3 separate regions of the Mus musculus genome follow, and regions 2 and 3 are each linked to region 1. The links are chromatin contacts, called in public HiChIP or PLAC-seq maps. All regions are on one chromosome and are shown on one strand. Each heading gives the region's core, a stretch centred on a gene start, on an enhancer-like site or on the middle of the called end of the contact. The rest is flanking DNA. Distances are from core to core; before and after follow the strand shown.

Evidence for each region. HiChIP or PLAC-seq counts read pairs in DNA pulled down with a chosen protein or histone mark.
Region 2: a contact with region 1 is called in an H3K27ac HiChIP or PLAC-seq map of the NIH/3T3 cell line, with 6 times the contacts expected there. The contact joins the enhancer-like site here to the promoter of Tpp2 in region 1. A contact is called at or near these places in 3 of 39 promoter capture datasets (the 3T3-L1 cell line and liver) and 5 of 115 datasets of contacts at active chromatin or transcription factors (the NIH/3T3 cell line, astrocytes, double positive thymocytes and 2 more).
Region 3: a FOXA1 HiChIP or PLAC-seq map of pancreatic cancer cells shows a contact between it and region 1. The contact joins the enhancer-like site here to the promoter of Tpp2 in region 1. A contact is called at or near these places in 3 of 39 promoter capture datasets (the 3T3-L1 cell line and hippocampal neurons) and 3 of 115 datasets of contacts at active chromatin or transcription factors (embryonic midbrain, forebrain and pancreatic cancer cells).

What each region holds. Positions count from the first base shown.
Region 1 is chr1:43,932,655-43,935,308 of GRCm38.p6, forward strand. It overlaps Tpp2 (tripeptidyl peptidase II), which reads left to right and starts at 1,340. Exons shown (of 29, transcript NM_001310540.1): 1 at 1,340-1,599. The coding sequence starts at 1,435.
Region 2 is chr1:43,127,075-43,129,728 of GRCm38.p6, forward strand. Fhl2 (four and a half LIM domains 2) reads right to left here. Exons shown (of 6, transcript NM_010212.4): 5 at 1,170-1,356. Among named protein-coding and RNA genes, the nearest start is that of AI597479, 30 kb to the left of the region's middle. Within about 2 kb of position 1,312, at least 69 of the 459 cell types and tissues checked have an H3K27ac peak or open chromatin away from gene starts, as enhancers often do. A contact at or near this core is called in the NIH/3T3 cell line, astrocytes and effector CD8 T cells, where this site is marked.
Region 3 is chr1:43,304,597-43,307,250 of GRCm38.p6, forward strand. The region is part of intron 1 of LOC115487086 (a long non-coding RNA gene); the gene reads right to left. Among named protein-coding and RNA genes, the nearest start is that of Gm29040, 45 kb to the left of the region's middle. Within about 2 kb of position 1,290, at least 47 of the 459 cell types and tissues checked have an H3K27ac peak or open chromatin away from gene starts, as enhancers often do. A contact at or near this core is called in pancreatic cancer cells, where this site is marked.

The DNA.
Region 1 (2,654 bases), core at 90-2,589:
AAGTATGAGGAGTCAATGGAAATGCTGTGGTTTGAAACAAATGGCATACACGGGATTCTAGGAACCTGCCTCTTAAACTGGAGACCATAGAAATGCACAGGGCCCATGATTGAATAGGAAAAAATTATTTTCATCCTCCACATGTTCTTAATTATGAACACAGGCAACCTTTGTTATTAAAGTGTGTAGTTTAGATATATTCAAATGCCATTTACAATTGTTTTCCAATTTAAAAATAACATTAGTTATTAGACTTGACGATGGCTCTGTTATTTAATTTTAAAAAGAGCACACATGTAATTACTTACATATATGAAACTATTGCAATACAACAAAAATTAAGTTGTTATAATTCTTTCAACCGTCTACTTCCTGTATAATCCTATATATTTCATCTTATGCATTTAAAGACATCTCTGTGGTAAGGTGTCTTGAGTTTGTCAATGGGATAATTAAGATTACTCTGGGCGCCTTCTTGCTGCTGGGACTTTTGGAGTAGACACAGCAGTCGCTGCCACTAAAGAGAAGAATTACCACACTTATGGCTGTGGTTCGGTGCTCAGTATTTCAGAGGCCTCCAGGCAGGCTACACACTGAAAAAACGTGCAGAATCTCTCACTGGTACAGAGTAGATTTGTCACAAATAGGAAAATATTAATTCACCCCCACAATATTCTTAATTATGAATGTTGGCAACCTTTGTTACTGGATAATCTGTGTAGTTTAAATTTCAAATGCCATTTACGATTGCTGTCACTGTGCATCCTAATGGGAAAAAAACCCCGCAAACTATGGCTCGGTAACTGTGTTACAAAGAGGAACTTCACTGGAGAAAAGGCAGGTATTTTTCTGAAATTCCGGATGCCAAGGGTAAGTAAGCCACGAAGACAGGAGGGAGCTCATTTCTGTCACGTGTTTTGCTTTGGGGACTCTGGCGACAAAACAGCCGACAACCCACTTCCTGTTGACTAAACAGCACCTCACCCTGCCAGAAAGGCCGGGCCGCTAAATCTGAGACTTCCGCGCTCGACTTTACAGGCTTCCGGTCCGCAGCGGGTTAAGCCAACCTCGGCGGCGTCGCGAGGATCCCACGCCTCAGGCAGACAGCCCGTTCCTCTCGCTGCTTCTCACGGAGAGTGACAGCTCGGAAGGCAAGAACCTCCCTCCAGTGCGTTGTCATCCGCAGCAGCGCACACTCCGTTCCAGCTCTGCAGCCTGGGTAACATTCCCTCGTCGTGACTCGTAGCGGCGCCGTTAGCTTACGTTGAAGCGTATGATTGGCTAGACACCTCTGACCGCACACGATTGGGTACTGGTGGCCAGGCTCCGCCCCTTCCCCACCTCCGTCCCGCGGTAGCCGGGTGTCCTCGCGCCGCTCGTCCGCGCGCTGCCTGGCAGTTTGCCTCTTCCTCGTCTGTCCTCCAGCTTGCGTCCATGGCCACCGCCGCGACCGAGGAGCCCTTTCCTTTCCACGGTCTTCTACCAAAGAAGGAGACCGGGGCCTCCTCCTTCCTGTGCCGCTACCCGGAGTATGACGGGCGCGGGGTGCTCATCGCCGTCCTGGACACAGGGGTCGATCCCGGGGCCCCGGGCATGCAGGTGAGGCGGCGCCCAAGGGCCCGTAGCCCAGAGGGCCGAGCCTGGAACAAGGCGGGGACCGGACGGGCCGGGGCGGCCCGGACAGCTCTGGGAGACCTCCAGGCCCTGTTCCCTGTCCACACAAAAGCGGTGTGGTCAGCGTGGCTGTTCGGGATCGGGGGCCGCGGGGAAGCTTTGCTGGTCAGCCTGGGCGTTCCAGGCCCCACACCTCTTCAGGGTCCGCACCCGACCTCGGCATGGGAAAATTTTACAGTTTTATAGGTCTGGGAGGGCGCGGGAGCGTGGGGGGCACCAACGATAGGGGTAACAGCCTTGAAGAGATCCTTAGTGATGTTTAAGAGATACTCGTTTTGGCAAGGCCAGCAAAGTGAGTTCCCAGAATTCGACCCAGTCCGCTTCCGGAATGGTTTCTTCTGATACTTTTGTTCTATTTTTAAGTTATTTGCTGGTGTTTGTTCAGGGTCCTTGAAATCTTTTGGGTTAGTCTTTTTTTTTTTTTTTTTTTCAAAGGGCCCGACTAATTTGTTTCGGGCGAACTTTTCAGGCCTTATAAAATGTGCATTTTAAACGAGAGAACATACTTTGATTACGACTTCCTAAAAATGACTTCATTTCCTTTATTCAAGTTAGAAGTCTTTAAGAGCAGGGACCTTACTGATGTTAAAAAAAAATGCCTGAATAAAATGTATTCTGTGTTTAAATAGCCTCTTACTAAAACCCCCTCATAAGTACTCTCTAACCTTTGTTGAAGAGCTTATCTGACTAAAACTAGAGTTTATTTACCCTCTTTTCGGTCCGTGGTCAGTTTATCAAATAGATAGATTAGATCACATTGATACCATCTTATCCTTGTTCCTCACAAAAGAGGGATACTAATTCCTCTCCTCCTAGCCCTTGATTTGTTTCCTCCAATCTTTAGTTTTCTCATTGTGCTGCCTAATAATTGACATAAATGGATGGGAAGGTAATTGACGTACATGTTAGAGGTTATTGGAAAGGATAGGAAAGAAGCCTGTGTGGACACTCTGGGACTCTCAGGGAATCCTGCTTCCAAG
Region 2 (2,654 bases), core at 62-2,561, 810 kb before region 1:
ATGAACCAAGGCCTGCCAGCTGGGAAGTCCCATAGGAACAAGACAACTTGGTTCTAGGCAAGGTACACAATGGTCTGCAAGCGTGTCTGTATAAAGAAAGACCCTACCTACAAAGCTATAGGGGAAAGTCTGTGTCTCTCTGCTTCCTGCCACATATGTCTACTGACAGTGCATCAGGGATGATGCAATGTGGGCTGGTTAGCTTTTTGTCAACTCTATACAACCTAGAATTGTCTGGGAAGAGGGAACCTCTTCCAGTAGCCAAGTAGTCTGTCAGGCATTTTCTTGATTAATGATTGACATGGGAGGGGCAAGCCCAATGTGGAGAGTGTGACCCCAGACAGTGGTCCTGGGCTATACAAACAAGCATGTTGAGCAAGACATGAAGAGCAAGCCAGTAAGCAGCACTCCTCTATGGCTCTGCTTGGATTCCTGCCTCCAGGTTCCTGCCCCTTTTGTCTTCATGATGGAGTATAAACAGTAAGACAAAAGAAATCCTTTCCTTCACATGTTGCTTTTAATCATGGTGTTTATCAGAGCAACGAAGAACAAACAAAAACAGGTAGACTGAATGAATGGGATTGGAAAGACCACTTCAAGAAACACTCCTATATATGACAGAATACTTGCACTCTCACCCCCTGCCACTGATTGGTACATGGTGAAAAATCAAAGGGCTTTAGTCTGGAGCCAGTAGTCTTTACCTTCAATATCTTCACCATACTCAATAGCTCAGCCCAAATACTAGTCTGTCAACCAGGCACATTTTGGGCTCTCACTTTGTCTAACTCTTTGGGGACTGTGCTACTCAGAATGTGTCCCCACCTAGCTGTGGTTTGTGGTTAGAAGAGTCTCGTTAAGATGACATGAATACTTCAAATACCAGGTCTGCTGTTGGGGCTGAAATGCACCATTCATTTTGTTCATGTGACTATAATAGACTCAGACCCAAGCAGAAACACTCAATGACATGCCAATGGTTCTGCATCACCAGGCTTAAGGGGAAGCCACCAGCTGTGTTCTGAGGATACACAGCAGAGGCAAAAATGCTTGTTGGGCTCAGAGCCTCAAGATATTAACAACACTCTTATGCTAACACTCTAGACGTCCATGTTGTTCCAGGAAGCAGACAGTCTCTACCCTGGCAATGGCCTTCCCAGGACACTTACCACTAATGGGGTTGGTGCACCCAGCACATTTCTTAGCGTACAAGTCACAGAAGCAGGTCAGGCAGTATGGAAACTCATCCCGTGCTGTGAAGCGTTGCCCAGATAGCTGCTTCTTGCAGGCTGTGCACACAAAGCATTCCTTGTGCCAGGGCTGCTCCCGGTAAGTAACACCTCCTGTGGTGATAGGCTGGGGGAGACAAGTGTATGAGTCAGGGCTACCCCTGTTTCTGGTAAACATCTGTCACTGCTGTTGCCCATGAATGATGTAAGACACGAGCCCCACCCACAACAAATATGCAGTTTGTTAAAGTCGACATGGAGGGACCTGTGGCTCCAGCCACATATGTAGCAAAGGATGGCCTTGTCAGTCATCAGTGGGAGGAGAGGCCCTTGGTCCTGTGAGGGCTCTATGCTCCAGTGTAGGGGGATGGCAGGACCAGGAAGCGGGAGTGGGAGGGTTGGTGAGTGGGGGAGGGGATAGGGGGTTTTCGGAGTGGAAACCAGGAAAAGGGATAACATTTGAAATGTAAATAAAGAAATTATCTAATAAAAAGAAGAGAAGAGGAGAGGAGAGGAGAGGAGAGGAGAGGAGAGGAGAGGAGAGGAGAGGAGAGGAGAGAAGAGAAGAGAAGAGAAGAGAAGAGAAGAGAAGAGAAGAGAAGAGAAGAGAAGAGAAGAGAAGAGAAGAGAAGAGAAGAGAAGAGAAGAGAAGAGAAGAGAAGAGAAAAGAGAAAAGAAAAGGAACTTCATACCCCAGGCACCTCATGTTATCATCCATACCATTGCTACGGTTCCTGGCTTTCTCCCTAGTGATGTGGGGTCTTTAGGTTTCACAGTAGTGCAGGGGAACAGAAGGAATGAGTGCCATGGGGCATTGTCACCATCCCAGATAGGAAGGTAGCACAGTGGTCAGAGATAACATTGAAGGCATCGACTGCTACTTCTGAGCAGCCCTGAGATCCTGTAGCTAGAGACCTCAGTACCTCAGTTCTGTCTACAAAGTCGGAGTGATGAAGAGAAAAGGATGAATCTCTGTGGAAGCCTTCCTTCAAATCCCAGCAACTGATGGCCTCTCCAGCTCTACTCTCATGCTCAGCCTGTACAGTAACTAGAGAGGCAGAAAGGCAGAGGCTTTCTGGAACCTGCATCTGCTGGCGTGGGACCCTGAAGGCCTTTATCCTCGCCCTATCTTAAGTCATAGGAGGTTTCTGAAGAAGCTTCAAGGTGATAAACAGCTTGCCATACCTCAACTGCATCCAGTAACCTCCAAATATTGCTCTCCATATGAGTTTAAATCATGGTGGAGAGTAGAATCAGAAGTCAGGGGAGGCTAAGTGAGCCTCACCTCGACGTGCAGTGGCCACAGAAGATAGGCCCTGCCCCAGTGCTCTTTACCTTATGAACAGTATGGCAGCATTTGGCCATTTCTGAAGTCCCTGCATGAAGCTTGTGTGGCAAGATGCTATTTTTAGGCTGTAGATGAAG
Region 3 (2,654 bases), core at 40-2,539, 630 kb before region 1:
GGCAAGAGCAGGGCCTGTCCATGGCAGTGGGGGCTTGTAGTACAGCTTGCTCCCTCCTTGGCAGATCAGAAGCAAGATCTGGGGCTAAAACTGGAATCAGATATCAACACAAAGCTCACTGTCAATGACTCAATTCTGCTGCCTAGGCTACAGAATGGAAGGCTCCACAGCCTCCCAAAACAGTGCCACCAGCTGGAGACCAAATATTCAAACACCCGAGCCTATGTGGGAGATCTCACATTGAAACCATAATTACTACTTGATGGTAATTTGTCACAGCAGCCCTGGAAACGCTAACAGAACCACAGGGCTCAGCCTAGTTCAGGGAACACCATTTCATTGACACATTACCCTTTTATTTCCCCTCAATACATAGATTAGTGTATTTCACACGGGCATCCTTTGCTGGCCCTAAGTCCAAGATCCTGTTTGTAACTGTTTCTGAATTTCAGAAAAAGAAAAAAGAACTCAGGAGGCCAACTTCTCTTCATCATCTTTGTTCTATCTCCAAGTGACTGAGCAGGACACCCACTCTGTATTAGGTCTGCTTTGTGTTTCTCTCTCTCTCACTCTCTCTCTCTCTCTCTCTCTCTCTCTCTCTCTCTCTCTCTCTCTCTCTCTCTCTCTCTGTGTGTGTGTCTGTGTGTGTGTGTGTGTAGAGACAAGAAGAGGTTAGCTCCCTGGATCTACAGTCATAGGTGGCTGTGTCACTTGAAGCTGGGAGCTTGGCCCAGATCGTCTACAAGAACAGCAAGTGCTCTTAACTGCTGAGCCATCTCTCTAGCCCTGTTTGCTTTGTTTTTCAATTAAAGGTTTTTGTTGATAGAAGGAGAAGGAGTACTTTCTTGCTTACAGCCTGTTTATCTAGCTTGGTGATGCCATGTTTACACAGCAGGAGCCCTGGAAATTAATCAATATTTCTGATGAAGCAACACTGAGCTCCACCTCAGCACACACAGTGGCTGGAAAATTTCGAGCTGCCTACACAGGCCCACCATTAAGCTGGTGCCAACTTGGGTGCAGACCAAGACACAAACATGGCAGTGAAGTCTCAGGATACTGTTAGTTTCCTGGTGTATGGAAAAGTTATATTTGCAAGGGGCTAGGGGCAGAATTCAGTTCTAGCAATGCCAGGAAATAGAAGTAATATTTCCATCACCTACAGCCTACTGAGTGTAGAGAAGACATGACAAGAGGCCATTATGGGACAGAGTAGCACGTGTAAAATAATGAGTCAGGTTTGCTCCTGCAGGGTTTCCTCAAACCCTCAACTGGTAAAAGATGCACTGTCTGCAACGTTCACTAAAGCCACTGCAATAAAGAGGTGTGTAAAGAAACAAGGTGCAGCGGTGTGTTACCCTACCACTGAATACTAGAAAGAGTTCCACCCCAAGATTGGGATCTCTCTTGCCTTTGAGTTCTCGGCAATGTGGGAACCTGGAGGGTTTTGCTCTCTCAGCAGTCACTGATTAACAGAAGAAAGGCAGTCATGTTCTCCTCGTTTTCTGCATTTCTGGACGTTTCAGGTCTCCTGGCGTCTTTCCAGTTGTCATTTTGTAATGCTGCTTCCTGAAGGAGGGCAAAGTGCTCCAGGTGTGGTCTCGTTTCCCTCTGAGCTCTGAGGTAATGCTTTCCCTCACAATGAGGCTTTGTTCTCACCTTTCTCTGACTCTCTCTGGCTCTGGCTCTCTCTGTTTCTTTCTCTCTTCTCTCTCTCTCTCTCTCTCTCTCTCTCTCTCTCTCTCTCTCTCTCTCTCTCTCTCTCACACACACACACACACACACACACACACACACACACACTTCATTCCAAGACCTGAGCAAAAGTAGGTTACTGATCCCTTCACGAAACACAGAATGGCCAATCATAGGCTCTCACATTTTTTTTCCTGTGGACTAAGTGTACTGCACCTGTTTCCGAGGAAGCCTCATATTACCCTGAAATTTTAGAGAGCCTCTCCTCATCCATCTCAAAGCACAGGTGGAAATCCAAGCTTATCTTACAACATCCCCATGGGAACAACACCCCTGCCTGCAGTGAATGTGACCTAGTTAGAACTCGAGGCAAGAAGCTTTGGGGAAAATTCCCCTCTAAGCCCCGGAAGGTCGACTTTCAAAACAGTATTCAGGGTGCCATCAGCCAAATAGTGTCCTGGAATGTGGCTGCCATAAAGAATGGCTAGAATACAGCTTATTCCCAGGAGAACGCAATTTCTAGAGGAATAAGGTATTTACTAGAAACAGTTAGGTGAGAGGTGATATTCTGACCGGTTCTGATATTGGAAGCCATGGAATCACTTGAAGGCTCCTGCTTAAGACCATGCAGAAATAGGCAATCGCGTAGCTTTGAGGTTAGGTAAAGGAGAGGCAGAATCAGTATGGCAGTTTTCAAACAAATGCTAAAGTCTGGGTTCTGCCTCAAGTGGGCTACCCTAAACAGCTAAGGTTGGGACACTCAAAGGAATTTCTAGCAGAAATCCAATTAGGAAACAAATTAGTATTGTCTTTCATCTAAGGCAGAGGACACTTTGATGGGGGTTAATCCCCTTTATACAATGCACATGTTTCTGTCTACTTAAAAAACGGTAATACCAGGCATTCCTTTGCCTAGTCAATGCACGCACATTTGGTTGAATGCACTCATCTCTCAGAAA